2 separate regions of the Rattus norvegicus genome follow, and region 1 is linked to region 2. A link is a contact called in public Hi-C data. All regions are on one chromosome and are shown on one strand. The core of a region is the stretch at or near the end of the contact, and the rest is flanking DNA. Distances in the headings are between cores, read along the strand shown. Region 1 has its middle 46 kb from the start of Endod1. Region 2 has its middle 99 kb from the start of Sesn3.

Region 1 (5,661 bases), core at 328-2,827, 160 kb before region 2:
GTCTAGGGCTACTGCTTGGCCCGTGCCATGGAACCCTAGTCATCTGCTTGCTCTAACTGTTCATCTTGCAGAACTGCTCACAGCATCCTGCCTACCTGCTTCACAGAGGACAGAGTCACCTCATGGCTCTGCAGCTCTCTCAACGCCTCTCCATTGGACTTCTTCCTTCATTTATTCCTGTTCGCCGTATCCTATGTGGGCAAGATTGCCAGATTTGGCAAAGGGAGAAAATAGATGCTCCTTTAAATTAAGACTCTGAGGGGGGTATTGTATGACCCATACTTACTTATATTTTTTAAAAAATCACTCGTAAGGAATTCAACTGTCCTTGGGCTTCCTGTAATTCTACCTGGGAACCTCCTATGGGAACGACTGTTCTAAAACTCCATTTCTCTCATTCTGAATCCTTCCAGTGGTTCCGCATTGCCTCTGTAGCTGGAGCCAGGAACTCAGAATCATGTAGGTGGTTAACGAAAGGCATGTGGTGAGAGGGAAATGGTGTGTGTTTGAAGGTATGATAGACGCAGAACAAACATTTCCCTATCCCAGACATTCACATGTAGATTTTAAGACTATATAATGAATCTCAGTTAAGGCAAATACATACACACACTGCCACCCCCACATACTTACACACACACACACACACACACACACACACACACACACACACACGTCAGAGTGTCAACTTTCCCAGTGGAAGCCTGGACTAAGACAAGTTGCTTGGACTGTGCTTGGAAACTTGTCTGGGCTCTTGGCTCTGTTCCTCTCACCACTGTCCAGCATGAACCCTGCTCTAGCTTTTCTCTACCAGCTGACCATGTCCACTCCTCACAGCCATCTTCCTCCCACACTAGAGCCCCTGCCATGCAGGACATCCATACCCCTCCCTGCGCTTTCCCTTTTTAGGATCAGAGTGCCCTGTCTGTCTAGGGGCAGCTTCGATGGTCCTTGACTCTGTCTCTCCAGCAGGCCGAAGAGCAGTCCTAAGGGATTTGGCCATGCCCGCTCCCTCTGTCTCTTATCTCCTTAGTGTCAGAGTTATGTAGACCCGACCCTATCCTGTGCACTTTTAAATGCCACTTGAAACGTTGTTGCCGATACATGCTTAGTGTGTATTTGCCAGAGATCGGAAAACTCACAAGCACATCAGCCGTAGAGAGATGGCAAAGTATCAGACCAGGGATGTCTCCATCCCAACACTCCCCGGCCACAGCTGTCCCCCACCCAACTGTCCTTTCAAGCAGCTTCCAAGTCAGTGTTTTTAGACCAGGTTAAGTGTTGGCTTAAATGATGTCTCATGTACTGATTAGAACCCAACTCTGAAAGCTTTAAACAACAAAACCCTCTGATTTGTTGACCTTCCCAGTGACATTCTGGCTGGTCTGAGCTGGTCAAGGCAGACTGCCAGCTCCAGGACTGGTGTGCAGCCAGCTGTGCCTTCAAAGATCTCCCTCTTCAAGGCTTCTTCCTCCTCCAGATATCCCAGCTGCCTCTGGGAACTGTATGGCCAGCCAGGGTCCCTCTGCAAGTCTGGTGCTGTCTAAATCCTGCCCCCTTTCTTTCTCTGCAAAGTCGTTCTCATTCCTCAGGAATGTAGCCTTTGTGGTAGCAGTGGGCTCAGAGCTGTACAGGATAAACCTGGCAGTGGGATTCTTAACCAGACGGACACAATAGAAGTAGCTCTGTTAAAAGCCTACCTTCAAAGAGCAATACCAGGCACGGTGGACAGGCCTGCTGTGAAGAGATTAGAAATCATGGGCAGAAAGGGGACTAGCATGTAGTGAGAGAAGGGTTCTCCTGGGCTAGTAGTTTTCTTTCAATCCTCCTGCTGTAGTGTCTGGCAGGCAGGACCTGGCATATACTCATGAGTCAGGTGCTAGGAGCTGTGGAAGTGGCTAAAATACGATCCTGGCTGTCTCCCCACCCCCACCCCCACCCCACCCCCCCCCCCCCCCCCGCAATGGATGGGACAGTCTTGAGTGTAATGGGCCCTGGAGTTAGCAGCTCAGCACAGTGGTCCAGAGTACTCGCTTGGTGTCAGAGGGCCTGGCTTGGCCAGTGATGGGCTGTGTGCCCGCACGCAGGTCACTCGATCTTGTGTTTTGTGTTCTAAGATTGGGCTCACTTCAAAGCCTGCTCTCTAAGTTCCTGGCTGGCGGGGCCTTGGTGCCTGCCGCTGTTTATCACTCACTCATAGGAGGTGGGGGGGAGAGTGGAGGTGCAGAGAAAGGAGCAGCTTCTTGGAGAAGGTGTGGGGCAGGGGCTTCAAAGAGGAGGTGGCATTTGCTTTGCACCCTGAAAGACAGGTGGGAGTTCAGTAGACATGGCAGGTTTGAGGGAAGCTGAGGTACTTACTGGGTGTGTGGTCAGAGGCAGGAAGAGGACAGCGCAGCTGTTAATGAGGACAGATATATGCAGGGTGGAGGAATGATGGTTTGCACTGGGTCCGAATAGGTTGGGGAGGGCCTTGAACTCACAGAAGCTTTGCCACATTGCACAAGCCCTATTGCCTTGAAGGCTTGCTGCCCGTGTGCCCAGTTAGACGGGACTGCAGTACACCAGACCACACTTCCTAAGAACTTGCTGAATCAATATCAAGATTTAGTCTGGGGTTAGTTTCAGACAACTAACCAACCCGTTAGGCTGTATCCAGACAGCTTGGGCCCCAGTAAGTGTGACCATCTGAGCGATTCGTGCTCTGAGCATAAAAATCACCTTGGCAACCACTGCTTGGCTTTGCATTGGTGTTGGCTTGGCATGGCTAAGATATACCCTACATTGGCTGGGTAATTTTTGCTTTAGCCAAGGGCTTGGTCCCCTCAAGGGTCCACCATGTACCACTTTGTGTGGGCTCCAGGTCCGGGGAAGAGTCCAAGTGCCAATAATCAGCAGGATGAGAGCTCTACTCGCTGTACCTGGATGAAATCCAGGCTGAGCAAGGAGATGGTTGTTAATGCTGGTCTGACAGGAGATGGCTGTTAATGCTGGTCTGATGGAGTGGGGCAGTCAGCATTAGTAGGTGGCACTCTCTATTCTTAACAGTCCCTGTTGGCTTGGACGTTACAAACGTTGTAGCTCCTTTGCTGGCCTCAGTATCTGAACCTGGACTCCTGGCAGTGGCCAGTGTTATTGTGGCCAGCTCTCTGGAGCTCTGCTGGCGAGCAAGGCCTGCACGGTCTCCTATCTGGCTCCTCAGAGCCTTTTATTAGTGTTCTGCTCTCTCTTGGTTGCTCTGGAATTGTTATTAGCAAGGCTGCCTGACCCCTTCTGTACCTGCTATCTGGATTAGCTGAGAAGTTGGCCTCCCTGGGGCAGTGCATGAGAGCCGGGCACTTATTACTCATGGGTGTTGGAACAGCCAGCTGAGTGTTTAGGAACTGGGCATCAGCATCTGCTGCTAGCCGGATTGTTGGCCGTCCAGTAGGATCCATGCAAGCAGACAGCGCCCCCAGTGGACAGGCGGGATACACAGCAGGAGAGCCACCTTCTGCAGGAGTTTCAGCTGTTAAGCAGTGGCTACTAATGAATGAAAGCTAATCTGTGTGGAAGCAGAGTGATGGGGCTTAAAAACTGGGCAGTAATGGTCCCAGCTGCTGAGTCTACCTCTTTATAGGCTATCAAGTCTACAGCTGCCCCATCTACCGGGTCTGTTACCAGCTCGCCCTGCATAAGAAAGTAGGGGAAAGAAGAGAAGGAAGGGTGGAGAAAGGAGGGAGGGGCGAGCCAACGAGTTCCTATCCTTTACTGGGCCTCATGTTGCAAGCAGGTAGCATGGGAGAATGTCTCTTGAGGGGTGTTTGGACCAATCACTGCCACTTGCTTGGATCAACCCTCCCTTTAGCACCAATCGCAGTCATTAATGCTTGTGTTTTGGACCAATCACAGCCTTGCTCCTTGGCACCAATCACCACCGTCCCTTCGCTCTGGGAAGTTCTGTCTCTTTGGCCAAGGAGGAAGTGGTTCATCTAGGATTGCGGTTATAGAAAGTCAGACACAAACTGCTTGAAACAGCCCTGGCAGGGGCTGCCTTCAGCAGCCAGGTGAGCTGCTGAAATCTACGATGGTTCGGAGAGATCTTGGAGAGTTCAGGGTAGTTGGTGTTGGTAGAAGGGTGGTTACATATCACAGTAGTCCTTACGTTGCTTAAGCCCTCCCAGGAAAGAAGTGAGACCCACTAACACAGTTTCGAGAGTGTTAACCAAGCTTTCACAATGCTTTGCACCGCCTCAGGTGCCCAGAGAGCGCCAAGTACGCCCATCTGCCTACACCTGGGCTCGGGCCTGCGATGGCTCGCCCTGCCTATCATAGTCTTTTGTTGCTCTGAGTGGATTCTTCAGCTGTTATGAGTTCTTTGGAAGACACTCAGTGGCCAAGGCCCATAGTCATTCTGTTCCTAAACGTCCTGAGAAAGCAGCTGGGGAGGGAAGACCTGGCAGTGGGCAAGCAGGCAGCAGGTAGAGGGAATTCCCTCACCGCCAGCACTTCTCGACACCAGGAGCTGAGACGCTACCACAGAACCTGTAGTTACGCAGCCCAGGGCGCCTGCCCCTCACTGGCATCCCAGCACAGACTGGCTGATCCACTTCAACATTTACTCTTATTTCTCCAACATGTAGTCAGGTAGCTGTTTGGTTTTCTTGCCTTTCCTCCTCCATCCCTACCCCACCCCCAGCACCATGAGTAAGTCCCATGTAAGGGCCACATCTGCTCCATTCCCCCTTGAAGCCAGCATGAGGATGGGGGTAAGGAGCCTTTTTCTCTGCATCACTGGTCCTTCTGTTCCTTGGCTCTTTCCACTTGTCCTGGTCCTGCAACCCTCCTTCACCCCCTCTGTTTCCCTAAGCCATCTCACCCTCATACAAAGGTCCAATTAGTCTACTTGCTATCTTTGCCTCAGTGTCTTAAAAACATCTCAGATCCCCAGATATCAAGACAAATGGCATTTTATGGAATTCCCATACTTTGAGTCATGCCAAATTCGAGAGATTCTGGTGACTGAGACATTTTCTGAGATGGACTTTTCCCCCACAGAATGGGAACCTAACATCAAAAGTGTCCGCATGATTTAAACTTTAGTATATGGAAGGAAAGACCCCCCCACCGCCGCCGCCAAAATGCAGCAGGTTGCAGTTTTCCTGAGTCCTGTAGTCATGTTCCTAGGTCAGAGTGGATCAATGGACTATCTTACATACTTTCATTAAATCACACGGCCTATTTAGGGCTAGAAAAAAATTAAAAACATTTTTAAAAGTTAAATTAGCCAGAGAAGAAAGTTATCTCCTATTTTTGAGCACACACTTGTACACCTTAGTAGAGCATAATGCTTATTTATGGTGGAGGGGACAGTGATGGAAAAGCAAAAGCAAGATGGCCGCAAAGCTACTGAACTTAGGGCAGTAGTCACTTGTATCTCTGATCAAGGAACCATGCTGAGTTATGGGTAGTAAACTTCAGTTTAAAAGGGTCAGAAAGTAGAGTTCAAGACCCCGTGTGCCAGTGTGTCAGCTCTTTGCAAGTTACTGTGAGGACTGAATGAGACTTGAGAGTGTGGACTCTTGAGTTACAGATAACCCATTTCAGAAGGGCTGCTCTCAGTTGCCTGCCCTTTCTTTCTCCAGAGGTTGCATATTAGAAAAAGTACTCCAACTAGCAAGGAAC
Region 2 (5,787 bases), core at 1,394-3,893:
GAGCCATGGGGGCCAGGAGACAATCAAGTGTTTAACTGAACTGAAATGTTGGGTGCCTGTAACTAACCATGGTTGGGATCTCCTGTTTGTGAGTGCCATACCCCAAGGAGCACTACCAGACATAAAAGAATGGAGAAAGATATTGCCTACAGCAACTGGAGTTACCCTGAGAGAAGCACCTCCTTGGACAAACCAAATACTATTATCTTAGTTAGGGTTTCAATGCTGTGAAGAGACACCATGACTAAGGCAACCCATAAAGAAAACAGTTAATTGGGGGCTGGCTTACAGTTCGGAGGCGCAGTCCATCATCATTGTGCTGGGAAGCCTGGCAGCATCCAGGCAGATGTGGTACTGGAGAAGGAGCTGAGAGCTTTACACTGTGATCTGAAGGCAGTCAGGAGGAAACTGTCTTCTGCAGGTGGCCAAGAATAGGCTCTGTATCTCATTGGTAGACTTGAGCATACATGAGACCTCAAAGTGCTATTCCACAGTGACACATTTCCTCTAACAAGGCTACACCTCTTCTACTAAGGCCATACCTCCTAATAGTGCCACTTCCCATGGGCTAAGCATATTCAAATCACCACAACTATGGTGTCATTCAAGCAGATGATACATGGTCTCACAGGAAAATATTCCAGAAGTAAATGTTTTTTTGAGCATGCCCAGTTTAAGGCATGCCTATTATAAGCATGCTTAGATTAGAGTGACTGTTTAAGAATAGAAGATAGCAGACTTATGTTTGGGCAAGCTTAGCTCAAGGTCATGGAACCTAGGCCTCAAAGGTTAATATGGCTGTCAGGAACACTTCTGGGCATGCTCAACATAGGTCAAAAAGATGGCTGACAGGACTATCTCTAGACATAGGTTTTTTCCAAAATGTTTTCACTGAGGACACTTTGAAGGTGTGTTAATATTGTTTACTCCTAAAGATGCTGTCTGTGGTAAGTGAGTTACATTACTCTAGGAAGGGAACCATCCAGATAATATTAAGGATATCGGACGGTGAAGCTTGTGATTCAAATGGCTCTTGAGGAAGAGAATCAAGTGTCGTACATGGCTATGAGGACAGTAGGGATGAGGGTAAGTCTCTCAGTCAGTTGTATGGGAGGGTGCAGGGAGATCAGAGCTGGGCCTATGGGTGACTCCCCCCTTCACACTGGAATGTGGAGTCCTTTCTGGTTTCCATGTTAGAGCTGGCCTGAGTCCATCCTGATTATTTTGTTAATGTCCCTCTGTATTTGATTGGCTCTGAAGGCTTAATGTTGAATCTGTCTGCATTCAACTGGGTCTGAAGACTTAGTGTTGAATACAGACCATGACACACTCCTAGGAAGCCATTTTGTGGCTGTGAAATTCCCAGCACACTTCTGAGCTTCATGCCCCATACAGTATTAAAATTTGACTTTAGAAAGCTTTTTCTGGAAGAAAGCCCCACCATTGATCTCCAGTTTGCTATTTTAGATTTATCCAAGGAAGTGGAAGACCAGAAGAACAGAGTTGCCCAAATGAAAGATTGGTAGTGCTGTCTCGCAGAGAGGTGTGATGTCATTGTGTGTTGCTGCTGCTGCTGCCGCTCGCTGCCTTGTTACCTGTAACTACTTAGGAGAGGGAGGTGATTAATGGCAGTGACTTGGGAATTCTCTGGTATTTTCTTTCCTAAAATGAGGTAAGACAAAGATGCAGTCTTCCAAAGGATTTAATTTAGACTTCAGGAAAATGGAAAATGTTGAGGACTAGAGCAAGGCCAGGAAGTCAGTCAGTCCTGATGTAAAATAAGCAAACATGGGGAAGGATTGTTTGTCTCTTAGCAGAGAGGACCCACAGGAGGGGGAAAGCAAGTCTCCAGGCTCTGCGATCCTCCTCTCTTCAGGGTCTTAGAGAGCACCACACACCTGCCCTTCTATCCTCTATTGCCTTGGCACACAGTAGGTTCTCAGCAGACACTGTGTTAAATAAGTTAATTATCCTTGGTGTACTCAGTAACTTTGAAAGAATCTGACCCTTGACGATATCTGTAGGGAAAACAAGTAGGTATGGGGATGGGGATATGAACAAGGGTCTCTAAGGGAGAGAGGAAGTGGTGGCTCCTAGGAAGGGAGCTTGTGTCTATCTAGTGCACAGCCAGGTCTGTCATCCCGTGTTCTCTGGGGGAGCAAAACCTGAGTCCTTACTCTGATGCTAAGCACCTATTTTAGGAGACATTGTCTAGGGATCAGCAGCTGCCTTCCCTCCAGGGCAGCACCATTGAGGGCAGGGTTGGGGGGTGGGTACCCGGGACAGGGGATCGGATTCATTTCTGTTAACATCTGCTATTCAAAAGGGCAACTTCCCACAGGCCTCATGTGTATTGCTCTGCCCTGTCTGTGGGTGGCACTTCCCTGTCTCTTTTGTAACTCCATTCCTATGCAAAGATCCAAATATGCACAAACATTGTGTGTACACGAGTTGACTTTTGATCTAGGTTTTAATTCTGGCTTCTTCCTTTTATGGATCAGAGAGGTAACCTGACTTGGACAAGGTCACAAAGCTGGGAGGTGGTGTTGTTGGGATCCAGCGCAGGGCACTTGGCTTGGGCAGGGTATTTTCCATCCCTCACAGGACCAGGGCAGCAGACACAGACTGCTGCCAGGACTGCAGGGCTGGTCTTGCTCTGCTCTTTGGCGTCAGGCAGACTGGAGATCAAATTCCAGCTCTGCTTCTTCTAGCTACGTGACCCGTGACCCGAAGCAACTTGCCCGAGCTTCGCCCAGCCGGTTTCTTCCCTGCAGTTGAGAATCCCGACTCCTTTTCACAAGGTTGTCCCCTCCCCTGAATAACAGCAGAGCTGCCCGTGTGTGTTAAGTCACCAGTGCACGTTTGCATGAGGCAGCCTGTCCCTTGTTTGAGCCCAGGGTTGGGGAAGGAGGCACAAAGTTCTGGTTTAAAAGCTCTAGTCAGTTGTTGTGTAGCCAGGAAGCTGATCTCCCTGAAATGCCATTGTTAGGAAAAGGCACTTCTGACACCCATCCTGGGCGCTGTGAGTAGGCACTGAAATGGTGCATGTTAAAGCTCTCTGAGAACAGAGGAGCCGTCTTTTGTTACCTCTCAATATTGGCATTAATGCCGGTCTCATCTCCCAACTTCTCCTCCTGCCCTTCTCCCGGTTTTCCTCATGTCTTTGGTGGGATTTTTCCTCACAGCACTGTTGGCTTTGTTCTCTCATCATGGTGTCCATGTCTGCTACTGTCTTCTTTTGCTCCAGAAACAGTGGGAGTCCCTTTCTGGGGCTATGGAAGACGGACTTGGAGAGGTGGAGCCTGGCCATCTTGTGAGCTTGGCTCCCACTCTCCCCAGCCTCAATGGGGCACTGGCATCCTAAGAGGACGACTTCTCCAATGGACGATTGTTGGGAATTGGTGGCGGGGAGAAGTGCCAGATGTGCAGAGCCAATGGAAAAATCAAGAAGTGTGGCCAAAAATTTTGCTGTTCTCTCTGCTGTTTTCAGACAGGTTACTGCCAGAAGGCTCTGGAAACCATGTCCCCATGAGGCCATGCTCACCAGCCCGCAGGCAAAATGCTCCTTGCTTTCATTTATTTGTCTTGCAGACAAATACAGCAGCTATTTGGAAAAGTAGCGCCCATAAACACGGACAAACCCAGAGACCAAGAGGCTCCACATGGATCGTCCTCTCCCCTGAAGACTCCAGCAAGTTAAGGCACTGTTTACATTTCAATTTGGCAGAGTCTAAAGAAAAGATGGCAATGTAAGCTGGGTAGGTTGGAAACCTTCTTACCCTGCAATTCCTTCCCCCTGAGTCACGGTATTAGCAATTTGAAATGCAAGCATTCCATGAGCAGGCTGTGCAAACTGCTTCTCGGTGTCTTCTTCCTCCCAGGGCCTACCACACCCTCGGGGACCATTCTCTCTCCTGACCCAGGCCCTGAAGGCTTGAACTCTTCACGGTCAATGTTACTTGACATACTTGTCCTAAAGTGGCCCTTTAACACTTCCAATCAAATAAGGAGATAATGGGTAGAAGTAAAATCTTATAAAATAATAGAGTGATGAGGCACCTAAGACAACCTGATTTTTGCAGTTAGTCGGTAAACTGGATGCAGGTTTGTTTGTGATTAGGCTATGGAGCGCAGGTTGCTTCTCCAGCTCGTGCTGCTACGTCACTGTGGGGAAACATTCACTTTCCTATGGCTCTGACAAAATCCCAGCAGAAGCAACTTAAGGAAGGGAGAGTTTCCTTTGGTTCATCCTGGCAGAGAAAGCATGCTGGGAAGTGTCCCTCAGGAGTGTGAGGGACGGGGCTGGACCTAATGTGCCTACAGCCAGAGATCAGAGAGAACTTGGGCGCCAAGCTTGCTTTCCTACACAGCCTGAGACTCCAGACGCCTCCCATTTTCAAGGTGGGACTTCTCAGTTAAATTTCTCTGGAAACTCCGTCGACAGACGTATTCAGAGGTTTGCCTTATACGGGATTCCAGAGGCTCTCCATGATGGCAAGATTAACCATCACAAGGGACCTTCTGGCTGGAGAGATGGCTTAGTGGCTAAGGTTCCTGAGGACCAGAATTCAGATACTGTTTGTGGCACTACATTTGCACAGGCCTGCCAGGACTGGATGGCTAAAACCTGTGTGTACACATCTAGAATGGCTTCCCCATTGGGTTAGGCTGTGGGTAGCATACATGTTAGCATGGAGGACGGCTTCTTTATATAGTTGGTGCAGAGCTGCTCTTCTCGTAGGTACAGTTACAGTCATGCTGCCACGGCAGGTGTACCATGGAATCCATTTGCACGCATGTTAAACTACCTTGTTCAAACGTTTATGGACTACTTAAAGGGTACAGGCCTTAAACTAGCTACAGGAATGGATTCTGCTCTCAATTCTAGATGAGGTCCTGCTCTCAAAGCACTTACCGTTCGACTTTTATTCCTTTATTGAGTGCCCAGATCTCTGAACAAAGAAACAAAGCCAAGCAAAAGGCACTGTGGTATACTGGAAGAGACCATGACGTTGACCTTAGAAGTACCGTTTCCTGCTTGCTCATTACACAACTTTGGGGAATTTATCTGAACACCAGAGGGATAGTTTTCTCATCTATAAAATGAGAATCAGTGCTCAGAAAAGAAATTATAAATAAGTGACTGCCCAACACAGCATTTGTCTGAATACACAATTCAATCCTGAGAAGTAATAGTCTGAGAGATAGTATACGTAAATTATCACATCGGAATTTAATATTTTACATCATTGACTTGAAGCAGGTATAGGGGTGGAGAAAGGGGTAAAGAATGAGCTTACTGTGCCTGGGAAAGTCATAGCAACACCCACAGTGGGCTACAATTGGGCTGGGAGCTTTGTTTGTTCAGTAGGACCAGGTAAAGCATTGTAAGCACAGGAGCGTGGGTCAGTGTGCTGGCTGGGTTTTGTCAGCATTACACAAGCTCAGGTCATCCAGGAAGATGATTGGCCTGTAGGAAAGTCTGCCAGGGTATCTTCTCAACGAAAGATGGATGTTGGAGGGTCTAGCCCACTGTGGATGGTACCGCCCCTGGGTGGATGGTGCTAAGTTCTACAAGAAGGTAGTCTGATGGACTCATGAAGAGCAAGCCAGTAAGCATCATTCCTCCTTTGATTTCTGCTTCAGTTCCTGCATCCGAGATCCTACTTGAGTTCTTGACTTCCCCCAGTGAAGGACAGTTACTGTAAGCATAAGATTAAATAAACCCATTCCTCTAAAGCTGGTGTGGTCAGTGTTTTATCCCAGCAGTAGAAACCCTACTAAGAC

Evidence for each region. A called contact is a pair of places that touch in the nucleus more often than the background predicts.
Region 1: a contact with region 2 is called in a Hi-C map of the A7r5 cell line, with 2.3 times the contacts expected there. The contact joins two enhancer-like sites. A contact is called at or near these places in 2 of 12 Hi-C or Micro-C datasets (the A7r5 cell line and the Rat2 cell line).

The regions. Positions count from the first base shown.
Region 1 is chr8:19,471,572-19,477,232 of GRCr8, reverse strand. No RefSeq gene overlaps it. Among named protein-coding and RNA genes, the nearest start is that of Endod1, 46 kb to the left of the region's middle. Within about 2 kb of position 1,577, at least 9 of the 93 cell types and tissues checked have an H3K27ac peak or open chromatin away from gene starts, as enhancers often do. A contact at or near this core is called in the A7r5 cell line, where this site is marked.
Region 2 is chr8:19,313,222-19,319,008 of GRCr8, reverse strand. No RefSeq gene overlaps it. Among named protein-coding and RNA genes, the nearest start is that of Sesn3, 99 kb to the left of the region's middle. Within about 2 kb of position 2,643, at least 15 of the 93 cell types and tissues checked have an H3K27ac peak or open chromatin away from gene starts, as enhancers often do. A contact at or near this core is called in the A7r5 cell line, where this site is marked.